Regions from separate parts of the Anser cygnoides genome. Here region 1 is linked to region 2. The links are chromatin contacts, called in public Hi-C maps. All regions are on one chromosome and are shown on one strand. The core of a region is the stretch at or near the end of the contact, and the rest is flanking DNA. Distances in the headings are between cores, read along the strand shown.

Region 1 (4,115 bases), core at 277-2,776, 200 kb after region 2:
AAAAAAAAAAGTAATTTTCCAGATAGTTTAAAAAAAAAAAGTTTTTTCTTTAGACAGCTAGAGTTGCAGTGAGTACTACAGCTTGATTCTTTGGGGCAGCCTGACCCTGAAGCAGGTTACTACCATAATTTACCAGGGATCACCTCCCAGGGTGCCGCAGCTGAGTACCTCCAAGTACTTTTCTCCTTTTCCTGGCACTACTTTGTGTTTTCCTAGATTTAATTTAAGGCAACTGTTTTACATCCAGGCTCCAGGTTCTGCTGAGAACTAGGATCCCGATGGACCCCTGGTCCTCTGGCTCTTCTTTCACAGCATGGTATCACGAAATTCAGGTTCTTACCAGGCGTTCCACCCAGGAGGAGCACTTGATGACAGGGTCAGATGTACCAATACCCGTCTCACCTTTCTCAACGTGGCAGAACACGGCAATGGGCAACAATTTTCTTATTCAGCACAATAACGTCTTTCAGCTCTTTCAGTCCCAGAATAAAGTGCCTGATTCCTTCCCCATTCTTTCTTGGGATCGGCACCTCTGATCTTTGTCCAGGCTTTAACCCAACCTGGAATCCAACCAGCACTGATGCCTTGGTCAGCTCATACCACCACTCATGCGTAGGATATTTGCATAGGAGTGATGATAGAACAGAATCCGACAAAATTCACACCAGAAATGTTGGCAAGGAGAAGCAGCTGCCAAACATGATTGTAGGAGCATACAGGAAAGACATGAACAACCGAAGCTTGGTGTGATAACGTCAGTTCTTGGCAGCTAGCGGTGGACAAGCCAGTGTTGGAGGTGGGAACTGCTGATTTCAAAGCTCGTTGAGAAGACCAGAAAGGCACAGCCGAGCGATGCCAGCTCCCGGTGACAGAGCACATCTCACACTACTCTGCTGCTTTTCTCAAACTCCCGGATTGTTTGTAAAAATGGTGGGTTTTATTTTCAGTTACAGAGAAACAAAACTTGCAGCAAGAGGCTTGAGAATGTTTTGTGAGCTCCTACTGTGACTGACAAGACCCAAAAGAAAATGAGGAGACTTATTATTATTTATTAACTTTACTATTATTATTTTTTATTTCGCGAGACCCCACTGTGACTGAAAAAAAAACAAAAGTAAATCAGTTTTATTATTATTATTTATTATTGTCATATTTTTTATTGTTATTATTTATTTTATAATAAATAATTTTACTTTATTATTTATTTTATAATAAATAAATTCCTGTTTCGTGCACAACCTCTCCCAACAACAACTAAGGCCACTGGCCGACGAGACGGAAAGAGGAGGGGAAACCCCGCCAACTCCGCCCAACGGCCGCCGAGCGACCGTTGCGCCCGCCCCGCCTCCCTCCCTTTCTCCCTCCCGCCGCCCCGCGGCCGCTCCGATTGGCCGCTCCTTTTCCCGCGTGACCTGGCTCCGGGCGGCGATTGGCCGCGGCGGGCCGGAGGGGCGGGCCGGCCGCGCGGTTACCGTGGCGACAGCGGCCGTACCCGGAAACGTGGAGGGCGGCGGGGAGCGCCCGGGGAGCCCCGGTGGGCGGCCGGTGCGGGCGCGCGCGCACGCTCCCCCTCCCCTCCCTTGTTCAAGGGTGCCGCCCTCTTAAAGGGCCCGCGCCAGGCATGGCCGGGCCTGGCGGGCCCGATGGGGCGGCGGCGGGCGTCGGTCCGTGATGGCGCCTCGGCGCTCCCCGGGCAGCAGCGGGCCCGAAATGGCGGGCGGGGGGCGGGCGGCGGGGGGGGTCCCGGCGCAGAGCGTGTGCATGGTGTCGGACTTCTTCTACCCCAACATGGGGGGCGTGGAGAGCCACATCTACCAGCTGTCGCAGTGCCTGATCGAGCGGGGCCACAAGGTGCTGGTGGTCACCCACGCGTACGGCGGCCGGCGGGGCGTGCGGTACCTGACCAACGGGCTGAAGGTGTACTACCTGCCGCTCCGGGTGATGTACAACCAGTCGACGGCGACCACCCTCTTCCACAGCCTGCCCCTGCTCCGGTGCATCTTCGTGCGGGAGAGGGTGACCGTCGTCCACGCGCACAGCTCCTTCTCGGCCATGGCGCACGACGCGCTCTTCCACGCCAAGACCATGGGGCTGCGGACGGTGTTCACCGACCACTCGCTCTTCGGCTTCGCCGACGTCAGCTCGGTGCTCACCAACAAGCTGCTGACCGTGTCCCTCTGCGATACCAACCACATCATCTGCGTCTCCTACACCAGCAAGGAGAACACGGTGCTGCGAGCGGCCCTGGACCCGCGGATCGTATCCGTCATCCCCAACGCCGTGGATCCCACCGACTTCACCCCAGACCCCTCCAGAAGGGATGACAGGACCATAACGATCGTCGTGGTCAGCAGGCTTGTTTACAGAAAAGGTAATGGGGGCTAAAACACAAGCCTGTCCTCGTTATCGCGTTCTATAGACTATGGTAAGAAAGGTCTTGGAGAGTTACCAGGAACATGGGATTTATGGCGTGGATTGAAGTGGGAGTTTCACTGCTTCGTGAGCTGACAATGTTGGGCTTTTGTGTCTCTGCATGCAAGAAGAAGGAATCCACACTTTAATTTGCACGTGTTGGATTTAGAGGTCTGTTTTTCTTCCAGCATTGCAGGTGCTGGAGTTTATGAAGTGAAAGGTTTGGCTTAAATGGAAGGTATGGTCTAGGCCCTGATCTATGTATTCTATTAAAAATGATTCAACTGTTTTTTTTTTAATCAAGCAACATCAATTTAAGTCATTGTTCATCATATTTGTCTCCTAATAGATCACATATTGTTGTGGTTTTTTGTTTGTTTGTTTTGTTTGCTTTCTTTTTTCTTTTTAAGAGTTTTGTGTTCAGCAGTACAACTGCGCAAGAGGCTTTTCCCATCCTGAGTAGCGCTAACACAGTAGGCTACATCATGATAACTTCTAACATCAAATACAATAACAGCTTGTCCTAAATTCTGTTCTCTTAGGTATAGATTTGCTTAGTGGTATAATTCCTGAGCTCTGTCAGAAGTATCCAGAGTTACATTTCTTAGTTGGAGGAGAAGGACCAAAACGAATTGTATTGGAAGAAGTCCGGGAAAGATACCAGCTACATGACAGGTTTGTTCTATGCATGTTTATGATCTTTCACTGAACTTTAATGGTGGGAAAGACAACAACAACAACCTTGCTTGCTGCCTTCCTTCTCCTCCCCAAAAAAACAAGCCCCAAAAACCTGAGGCTGGAGAAGATGAGAACTATTGAAGGAAGGCACAACAGATAGACCAAACACTGACTGAGCCCTTGCAGAGTTGGACTATGATCCTGCAAGTTGACCCTATATGAACTTTCATGTGAGTCAGAGAAAATCTGAATTAGACATCGATTTATTGTTTCTCTGAAATGGCAATGTTCAAATCACATCTCCTGGATTACCATATGGTATGAGGTGTTAGCTAGTTTGTGTCACTGCTGCTTTTAAGGATAACTGCTAATAATTTTGGAAGTTTCATTCTTGTTGACAACTCTCTACTTTGCTTCATTTAACTTTTTTATTTCAATGTGGTACTTTTCAGGGCAGGACTTATCCAGTACCTGCCCTTGTAGTGCTACAGAGGTGTTCCTTGGTGTTATTGTGTCACCAAAATGTTTCCATAATGCATATGCATCTGTATATTTCTTTGAGTTTTTGTCGTTCCTCGAAGATAGTTCTATACAGGAAGCAAAAGGTTCTTAATTTTCCATTTCCTGTTGCCTGTTCTGTACTTCAGTCAGTAATTCCTCCTTCTGCGCCTCCCTGGTATGAAATATCAGGGGTTTTTTTGTTTTGTTTAGTGTGCTTCCTTCATCCTCTTCTGGTTTCCCAGCATCTCTTCAAAAGAATAGGTCCTGATCACTGATATCTTAAACATTTTTTTGCCCTTGGACTTTGAGATTGATCACACCTCACACTGAAAATTCAGATAGTATCTAAGCAGAGAAAGAGTGATAAATCTTAATAATTAGCTGCATGAAGCTGTGTTCTCTTCCAGAAACAGCAAGCTCAGTAGCAGTGTTTTGAAGATGGTTACCACATTAAAACAATTGCTGGTCAAAATTTAGAGAAAACAGAACAAAGGTGTCTGTGCTGCTTCTCTCTATATAAATAA
Region 2 (4,379 bases), core at 769-3,268:
CCATGAAAGTCATTCATGCATTAGAAAAATCCTGGGTAGCATAAAACACAGATTAAGAATTCTGTTTTATAAAATATATTGAGACTTTTCAAATTGTCAAAATGTAATTGACTAAAAACCTATCTACTAAGCATATACTAGTTTCTAGCTGTTTCACCTTTCTGCCTCGAGCTTTTTTTCCTCTTCTTCTTCTTCCTCTTCTTCCAGTTCCTCCTCTTCCTCCTCTGACACTGATTCATCTTTTTCTGTAGCTTCTGAGAAAAGACACAAAACAATGCATCTAAATAATCAGATGTCACAGTCAGCAAAAATAGACAACATATGAAACTCTTCGCACTTACCAGAGTCTCTCAGTTTGGCAAGTGCCTGCCGCTTTTTTTTCCGCTTTTCTTTTTTCAGAATAGCTCTGTATTTTTGATGGCTGAAGATGAGAAATTATTTACGTTACTACACCCAAACAATTAAGTTTTGCTGTCATACATACACTCAATTACATCAGCAGCACCAAATCTCACAACTGCAAAATTAATGAATATTCATATGAAACAGTAACTCCACAGGAATATCTGGCATGGTAATGAAATCCGCAACTATGCCGTTAGAACTGCACGTTGCCAGCAATAACGACCTCACTGGGAACCAACACACAGTCTCATCCTTCCTGAACTCTGCAGGGCTTAGCATTATCACCAACTTCATGAAATCTCCCCTAGAGTCTGACCTTTGGTTATTAGGTAAGATCTGGGAGAAGAAATTGGGCGTATCCTGGCCTGAAGTTGTGATACCCCTTTCAGAATATTTTAGTCTTCCTCTCTTTTTACATGGTATGAAATTTTAAGCCTCTACACTTCTATCTAGATATTCTCCACAGACAGCAGTTTTAATGCATGGCTATGAAAAGCACACGTAACAGTTACCACAGATAATTCTCAGGTCCATTTTTCCACCATTGAATCTTGGCCACACTCGTGTTTTGCCTGAAAACTTGTCTGATAGCTCTGCTAGTCTGTTCGGAAACAGCATCTTGTTTTCATTATGGTTAAAATCCCTCCAAATATCTAATGATCCCTTCACACCAAACCCTTCTTTTTGTTTTTCCTTCTAGCTCCACTGTTTCTGGCCAGTTCGCAGCAGCAGAACAGCAGGGATGATCTTCAGCGCTTCCCATCCCGCCACTCAGAGCGTTGTCAGCAGATCAAAATCCTGCCATTTCGGGACGTGCAATTTCACAAGGCTCCAGAGGCGTACCTCAGACAGCCCCAAACTCACCTCCATCTCTGAGTTCGTGGCTATTTACGCCCCCGCCGCCCGCACAACGGCGCGTGCCACTGACGGCAGCGCGGTGGTTACCAGGGAGCGCAGCGCCTGCCCTCAATCACCAACGCCCCGCCGCCCGGTCAGCCTTCGGCTACACAAGCCCGGCGTCACCTCCTGTCACGCCAACCGCCCGGGAGCCACCTCGCCCTCTCGGCTGATGCCCGGCACTGACCAGAGCACCCCTCCCGCCCAGCGCCCGCCTCTTCTCAGCTCCTGCTGCGTGGGGCTCAACCCCGGGCCAGCGCAGCACCCCCCGCACAGCCGCACCCCCCCACCTCCCGGCGCCCCTCCGGTGCCCGGGGGCTCCCTGCCGGCGGAGGCGGCCCCCCCCGACCCTCTCGGCCCCCCCCGGCCCTCAGGGCCCCGGCGGCGGGGCGGCCATGGCGGCACGTAGATGCGCCACTCCCGGGCCCGGCCGCGAGGCGGCCTCAGCGCCGGGCCCGCCGCACGGCGGCACCGCCGAGCCCCGGCCGGGACCGGGATCGGGCCGCGGCCCCCCCGGGGCACCCCCCGGAGCCTCCTCCCTTCGCGGCGGGGGCGGCGGGGGGGGCGCGGCCCGGCCTCACCTCAGCTTCCCCAGGGGGGACTCGGGCAGCAACATGGGCGCCGCCATCTTGCGGGGCCGACGGGACGTCACGTGACCCCGCGGCGGAAGGGCGCCAAATCCCTTCCGGCGCCCCCGGGAATGGCGGCGGCCGGGGGAGGGAGTGGGGGCGGGGAAGGCAGCCTGAGGTGGTTGTGTCCCTCGTGCGGCTGCTTCCGCCGGTATTCGTACGCTGTTAGAAGTATAACGTCTGTAAAGTTCACAAAACAAGTCTGAAACTGTTCCTGCACGCCCTAAAAAGCGGGATGGAGAGTGCAGCCGTTGCTCCTCCCCTTCAAAAACATTTATTATTCAGGGGGAACGCCTTAGGAAGCACTGCAAATTCCAGTTTCCTTAAGTTTAAAAAGTAAAAAGGTGCACTCCCCTCAGTCCCTCCCCGATACGTGTCACAATTGAGTCCTTCACTGTAATACACACACCAATTTCCCAACCCAACCGAGTAAAGCGCTGCATGTGGTGCCCAGCATCGCGGCTGGGCTCTTTCCGTGCACAGTGGGTTGTGCTGTGCTGGCAGTCCCCAGCTGTGGTAACTTGCCAGTTACCTGCCTGTGTTGCACCAGCTACTTGGTGAAATACGCCTGGAAAGGTGATGTGGGCAATGCCCACCACTAGGTATCCTTTTTTTAGAGCCTTTTTTAAAAAAATCTCTTGGCTGATAGATGGCTGCTGTGGCCTAATGGCTTCCCAAAGAGCTGGGGGAAGTCAGAGCTGTGTAGCTGGGGCACGCCAAGCAGGTATGTTTGTGAATTTAACTGACAAAACCGATACGTTCTCATCATCCTGTCTGAGGAATCCTATCTCTCATGATTATGTACACATTTCACGGCAAGATATGAGCTACAATGTGCAGACCAGCACAGATTAGATGGGCCAAAATTTGCAAGTTGTCAGTAATCAGTTGTTTGGCAACAAGCATTATAGAAGGCAGCATTTGAAGGTAAAGTATATGTAGGCTTCATCTGGCCATGTTTTACGTAGTCATTAATAATGTATATCATTGATTAATACCTAAATTATTGGCATAAACCCCAATGCAGGAGCTTACTTTGTATATCCTAGAGGTGTTAAACTGCATAAATAGTCCAAGCTGCTGGCAGTGAAGTGTACCCGAGCAGGCTTTGTAAAAATCAGACTAATTGAGTGTGCTGTTCATCAATAGCATAATGACTGTCGTATTTATTCTGGACCTCAGTGAAGTTATTCAGAGCAATTGTGACTACTATAGTCAGCAGCTATGTTTGCCAGTTGATCAATGAATATTCAGATGATGACCTTTCTACTAGTACTTTACCATGTTTCAGATTATAGATTGTCTTTTAAAATGGAGTTGACATCACTATTACTTTTACTGTTTGCTTGTGCAGAACAAATATGTAAAACACACAATTTGCTGCATTAGATACAGAAGATGGCAGTATTGTGCATTTTAGAACTGATGAACTATACACATTCATGAAAGTTGTGAAAAAGCACAAATGTTTCATAAATCTGATTTTGTTAAGGAGCTACAACTATAACTTTTTATCCTCCCTTTAACAGAGTAAATACCATAACAACTCTCCTTTAAATTGTCTGTAAGTCGATATTGAGAAATTCACTCATTTCTTTCATTAGTATTGTACATTTCATTATGGCGTTTTCCCAATATATTTGTGGAAATAACTGTCTTAAGATTATAAATTTGAATAGTGAAAAGGAGGATCTCTTTATAAGACAACACAAAAAAACATCAGCTATAACAGACATTCATAATTCTGGAAATGCTTCTGCAACAGAAATAAAATAATTGCATTTTTCTCCGTTTTGTTTATTCTTATGGATTATGCATGTAGCAACCACCCGCTATTCAAGCATAGGTGCAGAGTTCCATGTAATTTAATTGTTGCAGCGCTGTGAAAGTATTCATGTCAGAAAGAAACAAATATGACCGTTCCAGCTTGGCAAGATCCATTCACGTATCCAAGATAACGCAGTCTTCCAGTAGGTAATTCTTAGCCCTTACACTGGGTTTGGAGAACAGAGGGCTCTTCAGACATGGCTTATTTTTGTGGAGACCTTCAAGAAGTTCGCATAACTCGCTCTTGCATGTTTCCCAAAGAAATATATACATACACTGTATGGTTATATACATGTCCCATCACAAGAAGGTAGATATGAGCTGCTCTGATTGTACTTTGCAGAACAGAGAACGTTTCTCATACAACCTGAAACTACATACCATATTCCATTATAAATCTACATGCCTTGTAAGATATATGCACAGAAATATATACATACAGTAGGCCAGCTCTGAACCACAGTACAGGTATCCCATTTAGCACACATTTGTGCTTAGTGGCCACGTGATCCCTCTGGCTTCCATTTTCCTCATATTTCCCACCAGTGCAGGCAGATACAAAGTTTTCATTGTTTTTTTGTTGTATGCCCAAGCCTTATGGGAAAATAAGGAAACAAGCAA

What was found. Hi-C and Micro-C count contacts between places; a contact is called where the count stands out from the background.
Region 1: a Hi-C map of liver shows a contact between it and region 2, with 2.0 times the contacts expected there. The contact joins the promoter of PIGA here to the promoter of ZRSR2 in region 2. A contact is called at or near these places in 2 of 7 Hi-C or Micro-C datasets (both in liver).

Annotation. Positions count from the first base shown.
Region 1 is chr1:130,786,171-130,790,285 of Taihu_goose_T2T_genome, forward strand. It overlaps PIGA (phosphatidylinositol glycan anchor biosynthesis class A), which reads left to right and starts at 1,527. Exons shown (of 5, transcript XM_013184011.3): 1 at 1,527-2,371; 2 at 2,955-3,087. The coding sequence starts at 1,672.
Region 2 is chr1:130,590,449-130,594,827 of Taihu_goose_T2T_genome, forward strand. ZRSR2 (zinc finger CCCH-type, RNA binding motif and serine/arginine rich 2) reads right to left here and starts at 2,019. Exons shown (of 11, transcript XM_048066700.2): 1 at 1,884-2,019; 2 at 342-421; 3 at 158-254. The coding sequence starts at 1,930.